Linked DNA regions of Mus musculus: all the other regions are linked to region 3. The links are chromatin contacts, called in public Hi-C maps. All regions are on one chromosome and are shown on one strand. The core of a region is the stretch at or near the end of the contact, and the rest is flanking DNA. Distances in the headings are between cores, read along the strand shown.

What was found. Hi-C and Micro-C count contacts between places; a contact is called where the count stands out from the background.
Region 1: a Hi-C map of uterus shows a contact between it and region 3, with 2.9 times the contacts expected there. The contact joins the enhancer-like site here to the promoter of Ldb2 in region 3. A contact is called at or near these places in 5 of 484 Hi-C or Micro-C datasets (nephron progenitors and uterus) and 2 of 9 other capture datasets (adipose tissue and liver).
Region 2: a contact with region 3 is called in a Hi-C map of uterus, with 2.1 times the contacts expected there. The contact joins the enhancer-like site here to the promoter of Ldb2 in region 3. A contact is called at or near these places in 2 of 39 promoter capture datasets (cranial neural crest and hippocampal neurons), 1 of 484 Hi-C or Micro-C datasets (uterus), 1 of 115 datasets of contacts at active chromatin or transcription factors (embryonic midbrain) and 2 of 9 other capture datasets (adipose tissue and liver).

The regions. Positions count from the first base shown.
Region 1 is chr5:44,585,282-44,587,981 of GRCm38.p6, forward strand. The region is part of intron 2 of Ldb2 (LIM domain binding 2); the gene reads right to left. Among named protein-coding and RNA genes, the nearest start is that of Gm40297, 160 kb to the left of the region's middle. Within about 2 kb of position 1,405, at least 15 of the 459 cell types and tissues checked have an H3K27ac peak or open chromatin away from gene starts, as enhancers often do. A contact at or near this core is called in uterus, where this site is marked.
Region 2 is chr5:44,550,983-44,553,682 of GRCm38.p6, forward strand. All of the region lies in intron 2 of Ldb2 (LIM domain binding 2), which reads right to left. Among named protein-coding and RNA genes, the nearest start is that of Gm40297, 120 kb to the left of the region's middle. Within about 2 kb of position 1,274, at least 39 of the 459 cell types and tissues checked have an H3K27ac peak or open chromatin away from gene starts, as enhancers often do. A contact at or near this core is called in adipose tissue and uterus, where this site is marked.
Region 3 is chr5:44,798,387-44,801,086 of GRCm38.p6, forward strand. Ldb2 (LIM domain binding 2) reads right to left here and starts at 1,360. Exons shown (of 8, transcript NM_010698.4): 1 at 976-1,360. The coding sequence starts at 1,107.

The DNA of each region.
Region 1 (2,700 bases), core at 155-2,654, 210 kb before region 3:
TCAACTTCAGTAGACATCCATTACTTGATTCCCATGATGACAGTACTAGGCTGAAAAATGAGAAGCCTAAAATTTAAGAGGAGGAAGAAGAAACCCCCTGCCCCTCAGTAAGAAATGATACAACCTGGCTTCTGTTGGCCTTTTTTAACAAAGTGACAGAAAGATGAAATTTATCATTAGCAAAGTCATTGCAACTATTTTATGTTATAAATACATTGAAAACAAGGCAAAACAACAACAACAAAAAACTAGGGCTCAACTCGATGGTATCATAAACAGAATATAAAAAATTAATCATATTATGGGTCTCAACCTGGGCTGGAAACAGAGATAGTGAAACTCCAATCCAATCAATAGGGTTGAAGAGGTCAGCAGAGTTGCTTCCTCTTGGGCAGGGGCTATATCTCATTAAGTTTGTATCCTCAGTGCCAGATCCCGAGGAGGAATTCAATAAATTCCTCCTAAATTGAAATCATCACTTACAATAAGCCCTTAATAAGATGGTGAATTTATTGAAGGCATCATGTATACCACTAGACCATAGCATCCTTAGAGCCTCACATGTACTGGTCTCCATAACTCTGCAAGTGCCATATGACCAAAATCTTCAGCCTTAGACAGATCCAATGAATAATACGAACAAGTGAGGCAAACCAGATGGAGACATCAAGAATAATGTAATTTGAGGATGGGAAGGAACTACAGGGCCCCAATATTGTTAGAGATGAATGTTTTTCCCTAAAGTTTAATCTATAGGCCTTTATTGAAACTTCCCAAGTTTTAGATATAGTCAGCTAACTCACAATGTCTGAAAACAGGGGAGCAATCAAAGGACACTATGTTTGTCCCTACAGAGGACGAGATTTTGGTTTAGATGCTGAGGAGATGGACAGGAGGGTTAAGTCAGTCCTACACAGAGGATGCTCCACTCTGTAATTCTCTACATTTTCCCCGCCCCACTGGTGGTGGGGAACTTTTAGGAAGACTAGGAATGAGAATGGTTAAATAGTCTTTTCTGTGCCACATGCCCAGAGAGCCAGAAAGGTAGTGATTAAAAGTCAAAGCTATTGATTTTCCCAAACATATTGAGCTGTCTTCTCATTACAGATTCTGGACTGATTCTTCAAGAGGAAACAAACAATCCCACAAAAACAAACAAAACAGTTCTTTCACTGAGAGAGATCCTCAGATGGACCTGATTCTTAGGATGGGGTCTCTTTGAAACGTGGACAGCAGCACTCCCTGGGGGAATACACTCCAAAAAAAGATCACATTCTTGCACGTGTCAAACTTATTGCAGTATGGTTTTGCAGTCACATAAAGACAAAGATTGCCCTTCAATATAACAGTAACACGCAACACTTGCAGAAAAGGCCTGCCATACAACTCGGCAGTTTGATCTTTCTTTTTGGTTTGCCAGGGCTCATTTTTGCAGACATGTGTTTCTGCTTAGAAGTGTACAGAAGTGGATAAATCACTGGGGTCGTCGTCCCTGGAGCTGGCTCCATTAACTTTCTTGGCATGATCTCACCATTGAAGTCAACATGACTTAAGAGTTTATACAACATTTTATTAGGCTTTAATCCCCGACTTTCCCTGCATTTAAATGTTCATCTGTTGGGTAAAAAAAAGTGAATGTTGCTCATGAGTCAAAGACCAATGTATCCTGACTTTCATTTGTGTTTAATTAACTTATTGTGCTCATTTTTGATTTTAGGCAAGCAGGAGGGAAGTTTTAAACATCCCTGAAGGAATGATTTTGTGTGTGTGTGTGTGTGTGTGTGTGTGTGTGTGTGTGTGTGTTACATGCACATGAAAAAGTTACAAATGTGGTGCACTGTATGAAAAAAGTAAGTGGTTAGAAACTAAAGGCTCAAGATAATGAAGAAAATGGGACCATTTACCAGGATTTATTAGCCACACTTCTGCAATGACTACATTTCACTGGCTTTGTCATCTGCCCCTGAACCTCTCGCTCTGTAATCCTTACCAGACTTTTCTGTGTACAGTACTCTCATTAAAAACAAGTCATCAAAACTCAATAAAATTTTATTGTTTCCACAGAATCTTCAGGCCCATAGATTTCAACAAGGAACAATTTCATTTCTCAGTGAACACTTGGCAAAGTCTTGGAAGATGGCTTTGGTTGGTTGTCATGATTTTAGTGGGTAGAGGAAAGGTCAGTTAGCATACCACAATGCAAAGAGAAAGCATGGTAGATGACAGACTTGAAATAGTGTGTTTGTGTAGCACTCCCCCACAGAACGCAAGTGCTCACATCCTGCTGTTTGTTTTGTGGTTGAGCACTAGCATTATCCCCAATCATACAGGGAAAGATACAGATTTGAAGACAAAGTTCAAGAGCCACATTTTGCACCAGATACCAAATGTCCCTAGGCCAGAGTTGTAAGCTTATTGCTTAAGGGAAAGCAAGTGTGCCTTTAGTAGATAGTGGCTTGAACCCATGGATCAATGGGCATCAGGAACAAAAGTAGCGTTCTGTCACCATCATTACTAAACCTGATCCTGGAGAATTTAAAGTACCCACGTGGAAGCATCATAGCTTCCTGTTGCATGCATTCACTCACTTCTTCAATAAAGACCTATTGCACACCCAGCTGCTATATATGCCATACACCCTAGTAGGTTCTGGAGTGGGTGACAAACACCAAGACCTTATACTCTTACTAAATCACCTCT
Region 2 (2,700 bases), core at 24-2,523, 250 kb before region 3:
TGAGCTTTTTCCTTTCTTAGGACCCTGGGACTCACACCAAGGCCTTACACATGACAGAGAGGTACCCTGCTTCTATCCCAGGTCATTACTCTGTTAGTCACATAATAATCCATGTCCAAGCAAGCAGCACTCTATCTTTCACGCACTTGCTAGGGGCTCACTAGGCCCGACTGTTCTCTGGATGTGGAGTGGGCAAGGAAGCAGACTTTACTTTCTGTTGGGGACTGCTTTGCCGCAGGGTTCAAAGGTCACATCCCTTGTTCTCTCTATTTCACAGACTAAGTCTCCAGGTAGGAAATCTGCCTTTCAACGTGAGCAGTAAAAACAGGCTATGTCTAACTTGTGCCCTGTCTTCACCCTTGACAACATGGTGCCAGAGGCCCATCACATGGGCACCACAGTCTCCTTCCTGCATGCTTTGGATGGAAGAGCTTTGGCATATGTTCTCCGGGCCTCAGAAGTGACACGAGGGGAGTTGTTACATCTGAGGAAAATAAATCTGAACTTTGGAATTAAAAAAAAATACTTTGTAAGGGTTTTATGAAACTAAAATAGCAAGGCTTGTTTGTGTGAACGTCTACTACTAACACAGACACTAAAAAGTTTCAAGTTTCCTGGATGCTCTATAGTCACCAATATCTTCAGCACCAATATTCATCAATGCCGTCACCTCAGGTCGTGTTTGATAGCAATGTCACTTTGTCTTCTAGATATTTTAATTATACACACAGACATATGACCCCCCCCTCTCTCTCTCTATATATATATATATATATTCATACTCTGTGTGTGTGGTTATATATGGTGGTTAGCTTTAATATCTAGTTGACTCATAAGCTCTGGGTAACTTTTCTGCCTATGTCTCCCCTCTCTCCTTTGGAGTGCTAAAATTGCTGATGCACATCATCACACCTGGCTTGTTGTTTGTATTCTTGGGATGGAGCTCTGGTTGCCTGGCACTCACAGAAAGCCTTTTTACCACCTAAGGCATCGCACAGAATTTTAAAGTACCATCTGAGTATGGCTGTTTTACTTATTATTTGGAGCTTCCATATTTTCTGTTTTGTTTTAAACAATGAGAAGGGAAATACATGTTTTCATTTTACTAGAAACCAAGAGTTACGCTTTGAAGGGTTGCCACCAACTTATGCCCATTTATTACTGTCAAATTTTACAACTTCCACCATTTAGGTCACAGCGTGTGTCTGCCACCATGTCAGTGATCATGCGTCAGCAATGATGGTTGTTAGTCACCGTCATTGGCTTGCTAGGCAACTGCTGTAGATGAACCATCTCCGCTGACTGCTTCCTGTGATCTCCAGGATTTCATTGCAAGCCGCTGACCTTGCCGAAGTGAAAGCAAAACTGCAGCCTTGAGAAGTAAACTCATTCTTGCATTTTCTTGCCAAACTTCAGGAATTCTCATGAAATCATTTCAGTATGTTTGACGGAGCTGTCCCAACTCAGCCCAGTGGAGACAACCAGTTATTCCGTTTCACATTTGAATATCAGCATATTTTATCTGGCTGACAAAAAAGCAGATGTGTGCTTGTGATTTTCAACTTAATGTAGGCCAGGTCCTAACGGGCTTTAGCAATTCTAAGAGTGGGGAAGAAGCAATGTTGTTTCTGCTGAGGGACGGCAGTAGGGCGAATCCTGGTCCTCTGGAGGGCTGGCTGTAATAGCAAACACCCCTTCACAGGTGCTAAGTAGGAACTAAGATGGACTCTTCTTGTACGTAACACTTTTTGCAGGGGTCTGAAGTCCAGAAGGAGCTTGTCTGGTTCAAAGCTACACTAGCTGGAGCTTGGAGCTCCTCCTTGGCTTCATCTCTTTGCTCAGCATTGTTTGCACATATGATGTCTTCAGAAATCTTTCTCTCCCATTTGATCCACACTCTTAGGCATCCTCAGGTCCCACTGTAGCGTGGCACCCTCTGGCTGAGCAGCACCTTTTTCCTTTCTTTTTTGCTAAGGTCTCCCTTGTGCACGCAGAGCAACTATAAATGTATACGAGTTGTGTTGTGCATCAACGGGCTTCCATTCATACACTGGCTGTGCCCTTTAGATATGTTCTGAGCACAAACAGAGGGCCTTTGCCTGTTCAGTTCCAGATTCTTCATCTGTCCAATAGGGCAGCAATGAGCAACAGAAGAAAGCAGTAAGGTGTACTAACAGCACCCATGCATAAAGGGTCAGCACAGAGCACAGTTGTGTTAAATATATACTGATTTACTGGTATATCCCCCCTACTCCTTGCACACAGACTTTGAGACATACTACTGATCTGTAATCCTTAATTTTATTGTCTGTCAAGTGTAGTTCCTGGAAAACATTCCTGCAACATTTAAGCATCACAGCATATTTGTGATGTAAATAGCTACTTAGGAGATGTTTGGCAAACAAAGGAATGTGGACTTGGCCTGTCAGTTTAGATAGTCTGCCAATTTTAAACCTGCTATGTGTACTCATGGGTTTCCTGTGCAGAGGTCAGGCCATGTTCAGTTCAGGGCTAGGGACTACAACAGTGAGAAAAAAACAAGTCCTTATTTGATTTTTAATTTTTTTCAAAAGTATTTTATTTTTTCATTTATGTGTATGTATTTGTGCCGGTGTATGTTTAAGTGCATATGTCTACAGGTACCTGTGGAGACCCGAAGAGGGCGTCGGGTCCTTTGGAGCTGGTTGTGAGCTGTCAGAC
Region 3 (2,700 bases), core at 110-2,609:
TGTGGCATGACTCCTATGAGCATTTGTACTATGCAGCGAAAACTCAATTCCCAGAGACTTCTATTTCTTCAAGAGACTTAGACACACCTACAATAAACACTTCAACACCAAGTCCCACCTTACAGGCAGATGAGCACCCGGCAGCAGAGTGCTTTGCCACTCGGGCAGCCCAGAGAAAAATTAAATATTTAAATTGTGAAAGAGGAGTCTGGAGTTTTGCATTTAGAAAGTTCTGAAGAAGTCCCTGGACTGGCTCACTGCCTGAGAGGCTCAGCCTCCCTCTCTCTGGAGATCCCAAATGCACTCAACTGCTTCTGGCTTGAATGGGGAGCTAACTCCTGTCCCAAGGTAGAGCCTTGGGAGGCACAACCACCAGAGAGACAAGAGGACCCCACTTCCTCAGTCAACCTGTCTCTGAATTTAACACAGGCAAACGTGTGTGTCTTCCCTGAGCCCACCTCCAGGGAGTTCTGAAAAGTACACAAGGCTGCTCTCTTGTCCCTTTTACCTCAATTTTAGTCACTTTGAAAAAGTAAGTTCAGGTCAAACCAGACTTCCTCTGGAACTTGTAAATATATGAATATATGTATACATGATATTACACACACAACACAGACGCAAACATCCACAAAATCTCTTGCAGTCTATATCTCAACAAACACGACCATCTCTAAGCCTGTAAACATCAGAGTTCTGGGAAACCTGAATTTCTAGAGACTCGGCATGTGAACCAAGTGGCTTGTCTCTTTCCAGATACTAAGATTCCGGCAGAAACTGTCCCCAGCTCCAAGAGTTACTGTCGCTGGAAACCCAGCATTCAAACTCGAGGGTTCACCCAGCTGTGCTTATATCCACCTACGTGATAGTAGCTGGTGGGACACTTCCCACAGAATTCAGCTAAGAACCCCAGGAAAAGCCCATGCACAGTTTTTTTTTAAAAAATCCACAAACACACGCCAAGGTTGAAGAACTTACCTCTGTACGAGACTGCAGTCTCTTGTTCATCTCATAGATTCGGTACTCTGGCTGTACCATGTATGGTGTATGTCTCCTATAAAATGGGCCGAAAGGAGAAGAATAGAAGGGGTCATGTGGTGTGCTGGACATCTTGCCTGCTTGTCGAAAATCAAGCTTAATAGAGTATCAGGAACGTCCATGCAGAGCACATGGGCTGTGTTCTTCACAGTACAAAGTAGACGCACGCACACACGCTCACACACACACAGACACACACAGAGGCAGGCAGGCAGGCAGGCTGAGCACACTGGCTGGGAAGTGCTGTGGGAGCCCTCTATAGCGAGAGAGGAGAGGGAACGAGGAGGGAGAGGGAGGGAGGGAGCGCGGGAGGGGAGGGAGCACTGGAGCTCTGAGAGGGAGAGAGCGGAGGTTGGAGGTTGGGAGGGAGGAAGGGAGGGAAGAAGGAGGGAGGGAGAAGGGGGAGAGTGAGTTGAGAGAGAGAGAGAGAGAGAGAGAGAGAGAGAGAGAGAGAGAGAGAGAGAGAGAGAGAGAGCTGGATAGCTAGAGGCTCCAACTGCTTGTTTTTAAAGAAGCAGTTGGTGAAGGGGTCATTTCCTGTCCACACTGTAGACTAGTTCAAAAATATAATTCTCCTCCTAGTCTGACAAGAAGTCTAAGGCTGAGTTTTAGTCCCCCCCCCCCCCCCATTGCTAAGCTTGTTAGCAGAGAGGTGGGTTCACCCACTGCCTAAGCCTCTCGCCCCTGACAGCCACACTGTTGTAATGTATCAGAAATGGGATGACTCCCAAACACAACAACACTGGCACTCTGGTCCCTCTGATTTGGGGTTGGTGATTCACTCCCTCTGGAAGATTCCTCCGGGCTCTCATCTCCCAACAGAGTTTTGGCTGTACCTGCTGTACTTCGGATAGGAAGCTGAGCTGTATCTTAGCATTCCCCTCCCCCCTGACTTCCAAACTACTCCTATTCCCAGCCCCCTTCCTAACCTCCCAAAAGGGGGTTGTCCTGCTTTTGACGATGGTTTTAGGGGGCCTACATTTAGATTACCTGTACAGTCTCAGGTAAAAACAGTATCACCCAGACCTGAATGTGGAACCATCTAAAAATCCATCCAAGAGGCAATGGGCTTTTATTTCTAAGAGGTATTTCTAAGACAAGAAAAGGATCCAAAAAGCAGACTGCTCAGGAAGATATGAAACGCAAAGGAAAAAGCATCCCATAGAAATGTCCATGGAAAATTCAGTTGAGTAAGAAATTGCAGATAATTGAATTTATTGCCCCCCCAAGTAACAAGCCCAACTCTGATGGGGACAAGGTCTTTGCTTCCTTCCCAGAGTGGCCAAGTCTATAAATCTTAATTGTGGTGCATGACAACTAGAAGAAACCCCAAATAGCCCTGGGGAGGGGGGCAGAGTTGCCACAAAGAATTAGGGAATCTAGGAAAGATCCAATTGGCCCCACACTTACTCATATACAGGACACTTAAACAAAGCCAAGCCCCAGAAAATTCAGTGCAGGAGTTCACACCTAGCTAAGTCAGCGGCTTTAAGGGGGAAGGGGGAAGGGACCACAGAAAAACAAGATGGAATGTAAGACCTGGATGCAAATGCATGCAAATGAGACATTTCTTCTTTTTAATAAGCAGATTAATTAACTTTCTGCCCCAGTCATGGCTTGGGGTATTTTAGAGTCACTAGCCAACAGAGGAATAATAGGTGCTGT